Linked DNA regions of Triticum aestivum: region 2 is linked to region 1. Evidence: chromatin contacts called from public Hi-C data. All regions are on one chromosome and are shown on one strand. Each heading gives the region's core, a stretch centred on a gene start, on an enhancer-like site or on the middle of the called end of the contact. The rest is flanking DNA. Distances are from core to core; before and after follow the strand shown.

Region 1 (6,403 bases), core at 2,178-4,677:
TTTGTAATCCTGGCCGGTCGATGGCTTTGTTAATTCAAAGCCGGGCTCTTCTGGAGCCTTCGTTCTAAAAAAAACATGCAGCATTCTATCATAAACAAAAGACATCCAGCTGATAGGAGGATGCATGCAACAAGTTCCCCTCCTCTTCCTCTCCATCACAGCCCCGGTGGTCTGCGTGGAGTGAGTCAAATCTTGCCTAAACACAAGGGACCTTGGCGTTGGTTCTTTCTCATCGATTATGGACGTGTTTGTTACCTACATACACCTTAATCAGGCCCGCGCGGAAAGGATTCGGCCTGTTTGATAGCTCGCATACACTGTTGGGCCTGTATGGCACGCTTCTTAAAACATCTCTGGGTCTGACTTGCTGGAAACACTCAGATTGGCAGTTTCTTGTGAGCCAGGCCGAGCGGAAGCGCGGCCAGCTGGCCCTGCACCAGGAGAAACGGGAGGGATGCGAGGTGTTTAGGTGGTGTCTTCTTCAACCTCCATTAAGCTCCTCTCTAATCTTCTCTCTTCCATGTCCCTCTAATCTACACAACAGTGCTTTGATTCGAGGTAAGCTCTACACGAAAAAGATGCACATCGATGCTACGGTTCCATTCAGGCGATCGGTTTGTAGTTTTGTCGACCCTACATGCTCAATTTCTTGTTCCCGTTTGGAGCTGTTTTGGACGAATTTTGTCAGATTCGTCGCGCACGATCGATTGTTTGAAATTTCTTTTGACCAGCAGCCTAATCTTGTAATTCTGCACAACATTCATGTTGCAAGTTTCTTGTTTCGACGATCGTAGACGAAAAGATCTACATATTTCTCATGGCTGTACATATGGATATGCGTGTTGTGATTTAAGATACTGCTTAATTATTCCTCTAGCCGGCGTGGTTTCTCTCGATCTCCTCTCTCGCGTCTTGCTGTGGTAGCATCATCGTCACCGTCGTTCATCTCGGCCTTCTCTCCATGATCCTACTGTAGTTAAGCCGCCATGGCGCGCACACTGACGGGGTTCTTGTCCTCTGTTCTCTGCCACCGTCTGTCCACTGTCTTTGCGCAAGCACTCCAACTAGTTCGCCGACGGGGTCGCTCGCCCATGACTTCGTGCTCTTCATGTCGGACACGGCGCCATGCTCACTGTCCACCGCACTCGCCATGGTCCGGCGCACACTGCATTTCTTCTCCCCCTTCATCTGCTAGCTCTTAACTCTGTGTGCTAAGTGCAAATGCTAGCTCTTAATCATACCTCATACGTGCAACCAAACACCGTGTTCATATGCCGCTTGGGCCAATGCAGTCAACCAAACAAAAATCACTTGCGTATTACCTAATGCAGGGACCCTAGATGCAGGCAACCAAACAACTTGCAGATGTCCATATGATGCTGTTTTTTTAGAGCCAGGCTGAGTGAAGAAATATATGCAATGCAACTACTGTTCACTACTGCAACCAAACACGCCCTATGCTACTTTAGGTTTCTAGGGTGAGTGGCTGTGAATGCAAGCCCGCGTTGCGTATGTGTACAAAAGAGAGGTCTCTCACGTTGACTCACCGCAAGGTCGTCCCTTTTACCGTACGTCAAGAGTAGGAATCTTGAATCTTATTACAGGAAAGTACGGCTTATTACACTGGGCAAGATTGCGAAAAGTAAAACACGCACACACATACACAAGGGCACCATGCAGCGAAGCAACCGAACAAGGTGCATGCATGACTGACTCGTTCTAGGAGTACTATATAGCGAGGCACGTACGTACGTGCGTGCTGACGGGGACGATTGACGGCTGCTATGAGAGAGCTGCTGCCGTACGTTAATCCGTTGTCGCCGATGACCGGTGCAGGTTTTAATTTTTAAACAGCGCTCTCGGGACCGGACGTGGCCTTGGTGACGCCGGTGAACTCAACCTTGGTGCCCAGCAGGTCGACCCCGACGTCGGCGGTGAAGGTGTCGTACCGGAGGAACAGCTCCACCACCAGGAGCCTGCCCACGAGCACCACCAGGTTCTTGCCGGGGCACTGCTTGTTGTCCACGCTGGGGCTCTCGGTCTCCCGCCCGTTGGACCAGTACACGTACTGCAGCAGCTTCCTCCCCTCCTCCCCGACGAACCGGTCGCCGACGAACTCCCTCGCCGTGGAGCCGAAGACGCGGGGGTCCCTGGTGGCGCACGGCTGGTACCCGAACAGCATCTCCCCCTTCTTCACGGCGAACACCGCGTCGTGGCTCTCGATGTTCATGTCCGCCTTGGCGCGGCCGTACTGGAACTTGACGGGCGGGTCCAGCCGCAGCGCCTCCCACACAGCCGACTTGGTCAGCTCCATCTTCTCCAGCGCCTCTATCGTCACCTTGCCGCCGGCGTCAGCCACGGCGGCGCGTATCTCCGCGACGAGCTTCTGGTGGAACTTCTCTCCGGCCCCCGCGATGCGCGCGAGGATCCCCGGGAGCAGCACCTTGAGGCCGCCGTAGCTGTTGAAGACGGTGGCGAACAGCAGGTTGTGGCATGCCTCGTCCCGCTTCAGCCCGAGGCCCTCGGCGGTGTCGAGCGCCTTGGTCGCGGCGGCGTAGAAGTACTTGTACAGCGCCTTGTAGTCGCCGCTGACGAGGATGGGCGGGAGGTGCACGGTGTGGAGGAGCGGCTCCTCGAGGATCATGGGGAGGCCGAGCGTCACGAGCGGGTGGAGCTGGAATATGAGCCACTTGGCGGCCTTGGTCGGGCCGGTGGTGCCTAGGTCAGACGCGGAGGGGAGCACGCCGAAGTAGGCGTCGCCGATGAACTCGAAGGAGGTGGCGTCGTTGAGCGTGTTGAAGTTGGACTTCTTGCTGAGAACGAGCTGCGACTCGACGGTGGCGAGGAGCGAGGAGAAGTGGGAGCGGAAGGCCGGGATGAAGGCGTCCTTGCGGGAGGCGAGGAGGGAGAAGAGCAGCTGCTTGACCTTGGTGTGGGTGGGCTCGGAGGGGTCGAGGTAGGAGCAGACGCGGAAGCCGCCGGTGAGGGAGGTGGAGGGCATGTAGGTGCCGGTGAAGAGGTTCTTCTTCTCGACCTTGTCGACGTCGAAGAGCACGGGGAAGCTCTTGGCGTCGAGCACGGCGACCACGCGCGGGTCGCGCGCCATGAACGGGCCCGGCGGGACGTTGATGCGGACGACGGTGGAGCCGTACTTGTCGACGCGGGACTCGAAGTACTTGTCCTGGCCCTGGAAGTAGTAGAAGTCGAGGCGGTCGCGGATGGCCGAGACGAACGGCATGCCGTAGCTGCCCGGCACCTCCCGCGGCACCAGGGAGCCCTCGTCGCCGCCTGCCATGCCGCTCCGGTTCGTCTAGCTCTGCTGCTGGCTGGTTTGGTTTGGAACTCTGGATCTCGCGCTCTCGATGCAGACAAGATTGGAGCGAGGAGGCTTTGTCTGTGTGTTGCGATTTGCGGATGAAGCTCTGGGTTGGGCGTACAAATAGCCCGCGGAGAAGAGATGGAGCGATCATGCAGCGTGCATGGCATGGCTGACAGTGACCGCACGCGCGTGTTGCCCGTGCCGTGCAGGGTGGGCCAAGGGACAAGTCCCGGGCGGTGAAATGTGGACGGGATCAAATCAATAGTTGTTGCACCGTTCACCTACTCACCCGATCTAGGCGCGCGGCGCACCCGGCCGCATTTGCTGCGACTCCGTTGCTTCGGAAATGATATGGTTAGGTAGGTGATACAACGAGCAGGTGTGGTGCAATGAGACTGTTATGGATAAGATTAATTAGGATTAAGGGACGCATCACATTGCCAGTTGCTTGAAATTTTCAACTTTTTTAGCCGTGGGAGGGACACATGCATCTACTAGTAGCGTTGCGTTAGTACCGATTCCAAGGCTACTCATCGATGATAGAATTTTTTTAACAAGGTACAGACGCAAGCGCTCGTACACACGCGCATACACTCATCCCTATGAATGCACACACGCACACCCTATTTTTATGAGCATTTCCGGAAGACTGAGCCGTCATATCATCTTGAAATTTACGAAGTCATCGTAGGCACCTCGTCGTCGACGGGAACGTCTCCTCCCCCTAGATACGCATTGCCGAAAGTCCTGAAATAAATCCAGAAATAAATGCGAGCACCAGGATTTGAATCCTGGTGGGCTGGGATACTACAGTCCCTCTAACCATTCAACCACAGGTTGATTGGCACTCATCGATGATGATGATGGGTACTAGTAGTATCAACTTAGTTTCCACGTGCCCTAAAAAAACTTAGTTTCCACGTACGTCATCGGTTGCAATTAGGAACATCGGGTTAAGCGTCGCCACAAATTTGACCCAAGAAGCCGCCAAGTCCGTCCACAATCACCTGCCACGCCCGTCCAAACTCCACCTTCCGTCCTTACCAAAAAAATTAATAATACAGCAGTAATTCAAGAATACACTTTTTTTAAAAATGAGTTTTAAGTTTCTTACGTTAAATTGAATAGTAATGCGCAATTGCAACATCAAACTGCCACCGCATACAGGGGCGGCTCTTTGAAGATGAAATAGGGTCTTTCCCGCATATCCTTCGTTTCGGTGGTGTTTCTAGCATCGTTGGAGGATGTGTGTAGGTTTGTCTTTAGCGGATCTCGCGGGATTCGACCGGCTTTTATTTTCGGAGTATCCACCTAGATCTAGTCTCTGTTCATCTGTGCTCGTGTGTCTATAGGTTGGATCCATCCGATCTACTAATCTTTTCATCCCTGGCGGTTGCTATTCTAGTGCGGTGGTCCTGTAGGGCCTTTCAAATTTGAATTGGCATGGCTGCATCAGGATGGTTTTGTAGACATAATCAAGAATGTTTGGGAGGGACCCGCCGTTGGTCGTACACCGATTCAGAGATGAGATTATAAAATAAGGGTCATGAGGCAACACCTCTCTGGATGGGCGAAACACACCAATGAATTGTACAAAAAAGAAAAGCAGCGACTCTGTACCATCATTGACGACCTCGACAAAATTGCAGAGACACGCACCTTATCTCAACAAGAGATTGAATTGAAAAATCAATCTAATGAGAAGGTTGCCCATCTATTGTGCGAAGAGGATATCAAATACTACAAGAGGTCCAAAGCTGACTTCATCCTAATGGGAGATAGTAATACAAGATACTTCCAATTGGTCGCCAATGGTCGACATAGGAAGAAATGTATTCATAGTCTCCAATAAGATGAGGTGCGGATCAAATGTCAGGAGGAGCTCAAAAAGTATATCACCAGCTACTACAAATCTCAATTCGGGGCGCCAGATGAAGGGAATGCCACCTTGACGAGGCTCGAACAGGTGATATTTCACAAGTCACGGTGGAAGATAACGATATCCTCATGACACCTTTCTCAGAAGAGTAGGTGAGAACGGCAGCGTTCCAAATGGAACACAACAAAGCCCTAGGCCCTGATGGTCTTCCCGCGGAATTCTATCAGAATTTTTGGGATATCATCAAAACTGACCTTTTGGAGTTGTTTAAATGTCTTCATGCCGATCGACGACCTATTTAGGCTAAATTTTGGCGAGATTGTTTTGTTGCCAAAAATTAAGGAGGCCGAATGGATCCAGCAGTTCAGACCCATATGCCTCCTTAATATCAGCTTCAAGATTTTCACCAAAGTGGCTACGAATAGGTTAAATTCGATAGATGACCATGTTGTCCGGTCATCTCAAACGGTCTTCATGCAAGGAAGGAATATACTAGATGGTGTACTAATCCTTCATGAGACCGTCCATGAGATGCACCGAAAAAACATGAGTGGAGTGGTATTCAAAATTGACTTTCAAAAATCCTATGACAAGGTCAAGTGGTCTTTTCTCCAACAGGCCCTAAGGATGAAAGGTTTCTCCGATAAATGGCGCCAGTGGATCCAAAATTTTGTAACTGGAGGTAGTGTGGCCATCAACATCAATGATGATGTAGGTCATTACTTCCAGACAACAAAAGGTCTACGACATGGTGACTCCATGTCCCCAATATAATTTAACATTGTTGTTGACATGTTCACTATTCTGATTGAGCGCGCCAAGCAGGATGGACAGATTGCGGGAGTAGTGCCACACCTTGTGGATGGTGGCCTCTCTATTTTGCAATATGCCGATGACACAATTCTTTGTATGGAACATGACCTGGACAAAGCTCGAAATCTGAAGCTCTTGCTCTCAGTGTTTGAGAAAATGTCGAACCTCAAAATTAACTTCATAAAAGTGAATTGTTTTGCTTTGGAGAAGCCGTTGAGGCGGCGACCGATTATGCTGACCTGTTTGGTTGCGCTTGGCCAATTCCCGATTAAATATCTGGGAATACCGGTTCATTATCGACATCTCACCATTGCAGAGTGGAAGCATGTGGAGGAGCGCCTTGAGAAACGGTTGAGCAGTTGGAAAGGAAAACTACTCTTAGTTGGAGGTCG
Region 2 (6,403 bases), core at 983-3,482, 140 kb after region 1:
ATAAGGTCCAACCAGGCCCGCGCGGGAAGGATCCGGCCTGTTTGGTAGCCTGCATACACTATTGGGCCTGCATCGCACGCTTCTTAAAGCACCTCTGGGCCTGGCTCACTGGAAACCCAGGAATCGGCAGTTTCTCTCGAGCCAGGCCTAGCGGGCCCGTGCATGAGGAGAAACGGGAGGGATGCGAGCGGTTTACGTGGTGTCTTCTTCAACCTCCATTAAGCTCCTCTCTCTCTAATCTCCTCTCTTCCATGTCCCTCTAATCTACACAACGGTGCTTCGATTCGAGGTAAGCTCTACACAAAAAAGATGCACATCGATGCTACGGTTCCATTCAGGTGATCGTTTTGTAGTTTCGTCGACCGTACATGCTCAATCTCTTGTTCCCGTTTGGAGCTGTTTTGGACGAATTTTGTCAGATTCGTCGCACACGATCGATTGTTTGAAATTTCCTTTAACCAACAGCCTAATCTCGCCGTTCTGCACAACATTCGTGTTGCAAGTTTCCTGTTTCGACGATAGTAGACGAGAAGATCTATATATTTCTCATGGCTGCACATATGGATATGTGTACTGTGATTTAAGACACTGCTTAATTATTCCTCTGGTCGGCGTGGTTTCTCTCGGTCTCCTCTCTCGGATCTTGCTGCGGTAGCGTCATCGTCGCCGTCGTTCATCTCGGCCTTCTCTGCATGATCCTACTGCAGTTCAGCCGCCATGGCGCGCACACTGACGGAGTTCTTCTCCTCTGTTCTCTGCCACCGACGGGGTCGATCATCTCGGCCTCCTCCCTCTCGTCCCACTACACTGGAGTCGTTCTGGCGTCGATCATCTCGGCCTCCTCTCTCGTCCTACTGCACGGACGATACCATGGGGCGAGCACTGCATTCTCTTCCTCTGCCCACTGTCTTTGCGCGAGCACCGCGACTAGTTCGTCGACGGTGTCGCTCGCCGTGCCGCCGACGGGGTCGCTCGTCTTGTCGGACACGGCGCCATGGCCACTATCCACCACAGTCGCCATGGTCCGGCGCACACTGCATTTCTTCTCCCACTTCCTCTCCTATCTCTTAACCCTGTGTGCTAAGTGGAAGTGCTAGCTCTTAATCATACCACATGCGGGCAACCAAACAGCGTGTAGTTGCATGCGCCGAGACAATGCAGGCAACCAAACAACGTGCCAAAGTTGATCCTCTAATGCAGGAAGTTCATATGCAAGCAACCAAACAACTCGCAGATGTCGCATATGAGGCTGTTTTTCCATAGCCAAGCTGGGTTGAGATGTCTATGCAATGCAACTACTATTCACTACGGCAATCAAACACGCCCATGTTCATAGGGTATAATTAAACGTACGTCTTGATCATCGATCAATAGAATCAGCAGTTCTTTCTCAATCTTCACATCTCAGTCACATGTGACAATTACTCCTCTAGCGGTATGCTTTTGAGTGGCATGTGCGTTGTTCCCTGTTTCGCCAACGCAGCATTGCATGTACCGCTAGCTCGATGTGGACTTGAGCGCGGCTGCCTTTGATGCATGCATGGCCCTTGATCGTTGCAACGTACCCTGATGGATCAATATGGACTTGAGCGTGACATTATTTGTTGGTTGGACCTTACAAACTGTGCCATATATAATTAGGGGCGGGCTACGTGCATCACTGATCGATGCAGATGCCGAGAGGGCATGCGATCACACTTTTCAACGGAAGATGGGAGGTGTGAACCAACTTGTGGTTGGATGGTTAGACGGACAGTGATATCCCTAGTCCACTAGAGTTCAAGTCATAATGTTTGCATTATTTTTAAATTTATTTTAGAATTTCCGGCGATACGCTTTCAGTGGGAGCAGATGTTGCCGTAGACGACGAGGCATCTACTGTGACTTCAAAAATCTCAAGATGATACGCCGGCTCGGTCTCTAAGATGCTCATAGGGATAGGGTGTGCCTGTGTGCATTCATAGAGATGAGTGTATGCGTGTATGTACGAGCGCTTGCATCTGTACTGTATTAAAAAAAAGCTACCGTGACATACACGTTTTATGTTTTCCATTTCGCTTGGGCGACGTGTGCCGATCGACCAGCGGCCGGGCTAAGGCAAACGTCCACCAACATGTGAATCTGCTTTCGCGCGTCGATCGATCGCTTTCGCGCCTCAACCACACGGGACCGCGACCGAAGCCAACCTTGTTTGTTAGCCGCGCGCATCGATATATAGGCGTGGCGATAGCGCGCGCCATCCTGTCACGGTGCCCCGACGACGGGGACAGGGATAGCGCCGGACAGATGAAGCCGGACGGCCAGCGGCCGCGTCGTCGCATGCAAGGCCAATTACAGATGCCCTCATTTTTGGCCCGATCGATACGTGTTGCCATGGTCCACGATCGGCTACAGTAAAGAGATTGCATTGCATGTGTAATGTAAACCTAAACCATGTTGCCTGGCCGCCTAGCTAGGGTGCACGTCAGCGCGTACGACTGTTCTCGGGACCGTCAGTTTTTGTTTGTTTCACCGGAGAACATATTTTCCACACTTGCACGGGACGGGACGGGACAGGGTGGGTTTACGGGCACATTTGTTGAGTTTCTTTTTTTTTTTAGAATTGTTTGGATTGCTTACTGAGTTTCTGTGGCGTGCATGGATCGTTCGTCGTACCCTTCCGGTGGCGAATACCACGAGGCGAGCCGCGTGGACGCGCTGGATCTGCGTGGAAATGTCACGGTGTATACGCGTGGCCGGCACGTGCTCTCTCCCGGCCGAGTAAGGAATTGACCCCGTCGTAACTTTTTATCTGGAACACGAATAGTAAGCCGAGCGACCGAATGTTATCGGGAGACCGGGTTTACTTTTCCCCTGGCTACACCCTTCGTGGAAGAATTGGTCAATGAGTTCCAGATGATCATCTCTTTTCTCCGTCTGCACGTCAACTTGATCGAATCAATGGCTTGTCAACATGGCGTCTGAGTAGACTAACGAGTTTCATTTACAGATTGCTCGGAACCGACGCAAAAGGAAAAGGAAAGAGCAGAGCAAGAAGAGACCAAAATCGTACGTTTTCTTTTCTTTGGTGTAAGTAATCGTACGTCCTAATGTCAACTTCAACCGTCGATGCTAAAACGGACGATCATTTTGTCTGAATTTTATTTGTTTGGGTTGGACAAACGGACGACCGTGTTTAATTTTAACCGTCCTACTGCTAGCGCACCCAACCAGGCGGCTGCATCACAAATTGTCCGACTTACACTCTGAAAAAAAGGATGGCCACACATTTAAAAACATACAATAAACTTAATTAAACATCACTATAAAATTAAAACCGTTCAAACAAGTCCGGATCGCACATTAAACTTAACATAAAAAAACATAAAAAGATAAATCTGACACTGTCGTCGGCACCGTCTTTATGCGCCGTTGTCCTACTCGTTGTCGTCCTCGGTGAGGTCGACATACGGCGCTGGCTACCAGATATGGGCAGGCGGCTGCATGGCCGGAGGTGCCTGCACAACCTCTTCCCGCGGCGAGGACGACGACCACGCCTCAGCGCCCACCCACGAGGGCGGCATGGGCATGTACTCCGGCGTGCACGACACCATGTCCGTCCACGCCCACCTCTGCCCCACCATTGCCGCAAACCGTGGGTCGATGGCATCCTCCTCCTTGACCACCTCCTCCTCGACCAGCTCCTCCTTGGCGGCCTGCAGCTCCGGGAGGATGGCAATGTCGCCGACATCTCAGAGAGAACATCATCTCCTCGAGCCCCTCCCATTGGGCCTCATCATGGTTGTGAATGGAGTCCTCAAGAACGCGTCGTACGAGATCCTCCTCCTCCTCGACGGTCATGGGAGGTGGTGGTGGCGGAGATGGCGGGGGGGGGACGTCGGGGTCCCGCGGACGCGCGTAAGACCGCGCTGCCAGAGCGCGCCCGTGGCGGGCTACCGGCGAAGTAGGACTGCCTCCGCGGGTCGTGCTCGTCCCGGAGCCATGTATTCCACAGGGGCGAGTCCACGGCGTACCTGGACTCGTGGTGGAGGTCGGGGGGGCAGGCGGGCGCAGCGGCGGTTGATCTCCTCACGGAAGCGCGGTCACCGACGGGGATCGAAGGGATGGGCACGTGGTCCCCAAGAGGCGCCGGTAGTTGGGAAGGTGCACGTCACTCCACGACAGTGGCGTGCCCGTCTCCCAATACCACTTACAGAATCTCCGCCTTCACATATGGTCGTACGCTAGGCTCAGCCGCAGACGGCGTGATGCTGAACGCTAGAGGAGCTGGAGGAGGGATGGAGCGGCTACGGTTGCGGCCGGTGGAGGACCCAGCCTCACGATCGTGCTTCGCCTTGCTGGAGATTCAATGCCAGCCCATGGTCGCCGCCGGCAATGTGGAGGGGAGGAGGCGGCCGGAGCTAGAGTTTGGGCGTCTCGGGTTTTGAGGAGGCGCATGTCGCGGGAGTGAAAGTGTGGACTCGCCGGTCCACGACTTCCACATTAAAAAGGATGAGGACCGGTAGCCCGGGTGGCTGACAGGCGGGTCCGTCCATGCGTGCACCGTAAATGCGGGCGGTGGGAGGTAGGTTGGCGGCCGACGGCGGGTCCGAGGCAGACAAGGAGCGGGCGCGTGGGCGTCCATTCGCTGTCCATCTGGACGCAAACCGGATGTAAGTTTGCGCCGGAAATAAGATGAGCCGGAAGCTAAACGGACCAAATTTGGAGATGAGGTCACGTGTTGGGTCGTTGCGTTTGTCCGTTTAGGTCAAAACGAACATGCACGAACCAGATGGGGTCGCGTGTAGAGGTTGGCTTAATTATACAGCTAAATTAAAAACCATGGAACGGAGGAGCATGTTGCATGGCCGCCTAGCTATCTAGGGTACACGCCAGCGCGGGAGCTCCTATTCAGCGTTTCAGGCGCCAGGGGAGGGCATTTCCTATTTGGCGCCACAGGCGCTAGTTAACATGCATTTCTGTTAACTGGCGCCTGTGGCGTCCGTAAATGGACCGGTTGACGATTTTTTTTTGAAAATCCATGAACTTTTTTACAATTTTGATGATTTTTTTCTAAATTTCAGGAGTTTTTTTTTCAGATTGGTGAACTTTTTTGAATATCGATGAACTTTTTTGAAATTTGATGAACATCTTTTTGAAAATGGATGAACTTTTTTTAGATTTATGAACTTTTTTTCAGTTCAACAAACTTTTTCGAAAAATACATGAACTTTTTTGGAACTTCTGTGAACTTTTCTCACATTTAATGAACTTTTTAAAAATTTAATGTAATTTTTGCTAAATTGGATGAACTCTTTTTTTCAATTTGAATGAACTTTTTTCAAAATTGATGAACCTTTTTTAAATATATGAACTTTTATTTTAAAATGGATGAACCTTTTTTTCTTTAAATCTGTAAACCTTTTTTGATTTCATATTTTTTTCATAACAAAAAAAATAAAAAATAAAAACTGGGGCAGCACGCTAGTAGGCCGGCCCATGCTAGCAGCGCTGCAGGCGCTGGATCATTAATGGGCGCGTGCAGCCCTGCATAGGAGCTCCCGAGAGCTCCCTGGCGTCGACCCGCCGGCGCTGATGGGTCGGCCATGTACACGTTCGCCTTTGAGAAAGAAAAAAAAAAGAAAAAACTAAAAGACAGAAATAATTCATGAATTCAAAAAAGTTTACCGATTTTGAATAAAATCATGAATTTTAAAAAACTTCATCAATTTGATTTTTTATCAAATTTGAAAAAGTTCATCGATATTGAAAAAAGTTTAATAATTTTTTAAAAAGAATCATAGAATCTGAAAATAAGGTTCATTGAACTTTTAAAAAAGTTCGTCGAATTCTGAAAAGTTCACCAGAATTGAAAAAATGTTCTTGGATTTTTTTAAATGATCGATTTGAAGAAAAACTTCATCAAACTTGGAAAAGTTCATCGATTTGAAGAAAACGTTCACGTATTTGCGAACAATTTGTTGAACCAGGAAGAACAAAAAAATGAAAAAGAAAAAGAAGGAATAAAACGAAGAAAGTTAAAGTTACCCATTGCTGTTGTGTAGCGTGATGGTTACACCATGCTACCTCGACGAGGGAGGTCGCAGGCTGAGCAAATTTGTTGTTTTGACCCTTTTGTAAAAATTGAGCGAGATTTGACCATGCTTTGTTGAAATTTCAGGATCTGACCCTGTTTCCTACCTCCATAGTGTCTGACGGTAGGGCATAACCATATACCATTACGGGTCTTGGCGGTAGCACTTAACTACACTATCATAGTTGTTTAACGTAAAAAATACCCTACCGCCAGGATCTTTGACGGTAGCCTGTGCAACCCTACCGCCAAAGAGCCCGACATAGGCACGTAGCCACATCTCACGCTACACCCTAGCTACTTTTTTCTATTTCTAGTTTGTGTGTGTCA

The links. A called contact is a pair of places that touch in the nucleus more often than the background predicts.
Region 2: a Hi-C map of leaf shows a contact between it and region 1, with 4 times the contacts expected there. The contact joins the enhancer-like site here to the promoter of LOC123098181 in region 1. A contact is called at or near these places in 2 of 5 Hi-C or Micro-C datasets (both in leaf).

What each region holds. Positions count from the first base shown.
Region 1 is chr4D:400,853,392-400,859,794 of IWGSC CS RefSeq v2.1, forward strand. LOC123098181 (allene oxide synthase 2) reads right to left here and starts at 3,428. Exons shown (of 1, transcript XM_044520096.1): 1 at 1,577-3,428. The coding sequence starts at 3,295. The coding sequence ends at 1,847.
Region 2 is chr4D:400,996,184-401,002,586 of IWGSC CS RefSeq v2.1, forward strand. No RefSeq gene overlaps it. Among protein-coding and RNA genes, the nearest start is that of LOC123098182, 12 kb to the right of the region's middle. Within about 2 kb of position 2,233, at least 7 of the 8 cell types and tissues checked have an H3K27ac peak or open chromatin away from gene starts, as enhancers often do. A contact at or near this core is called in leaf, where this site is marked.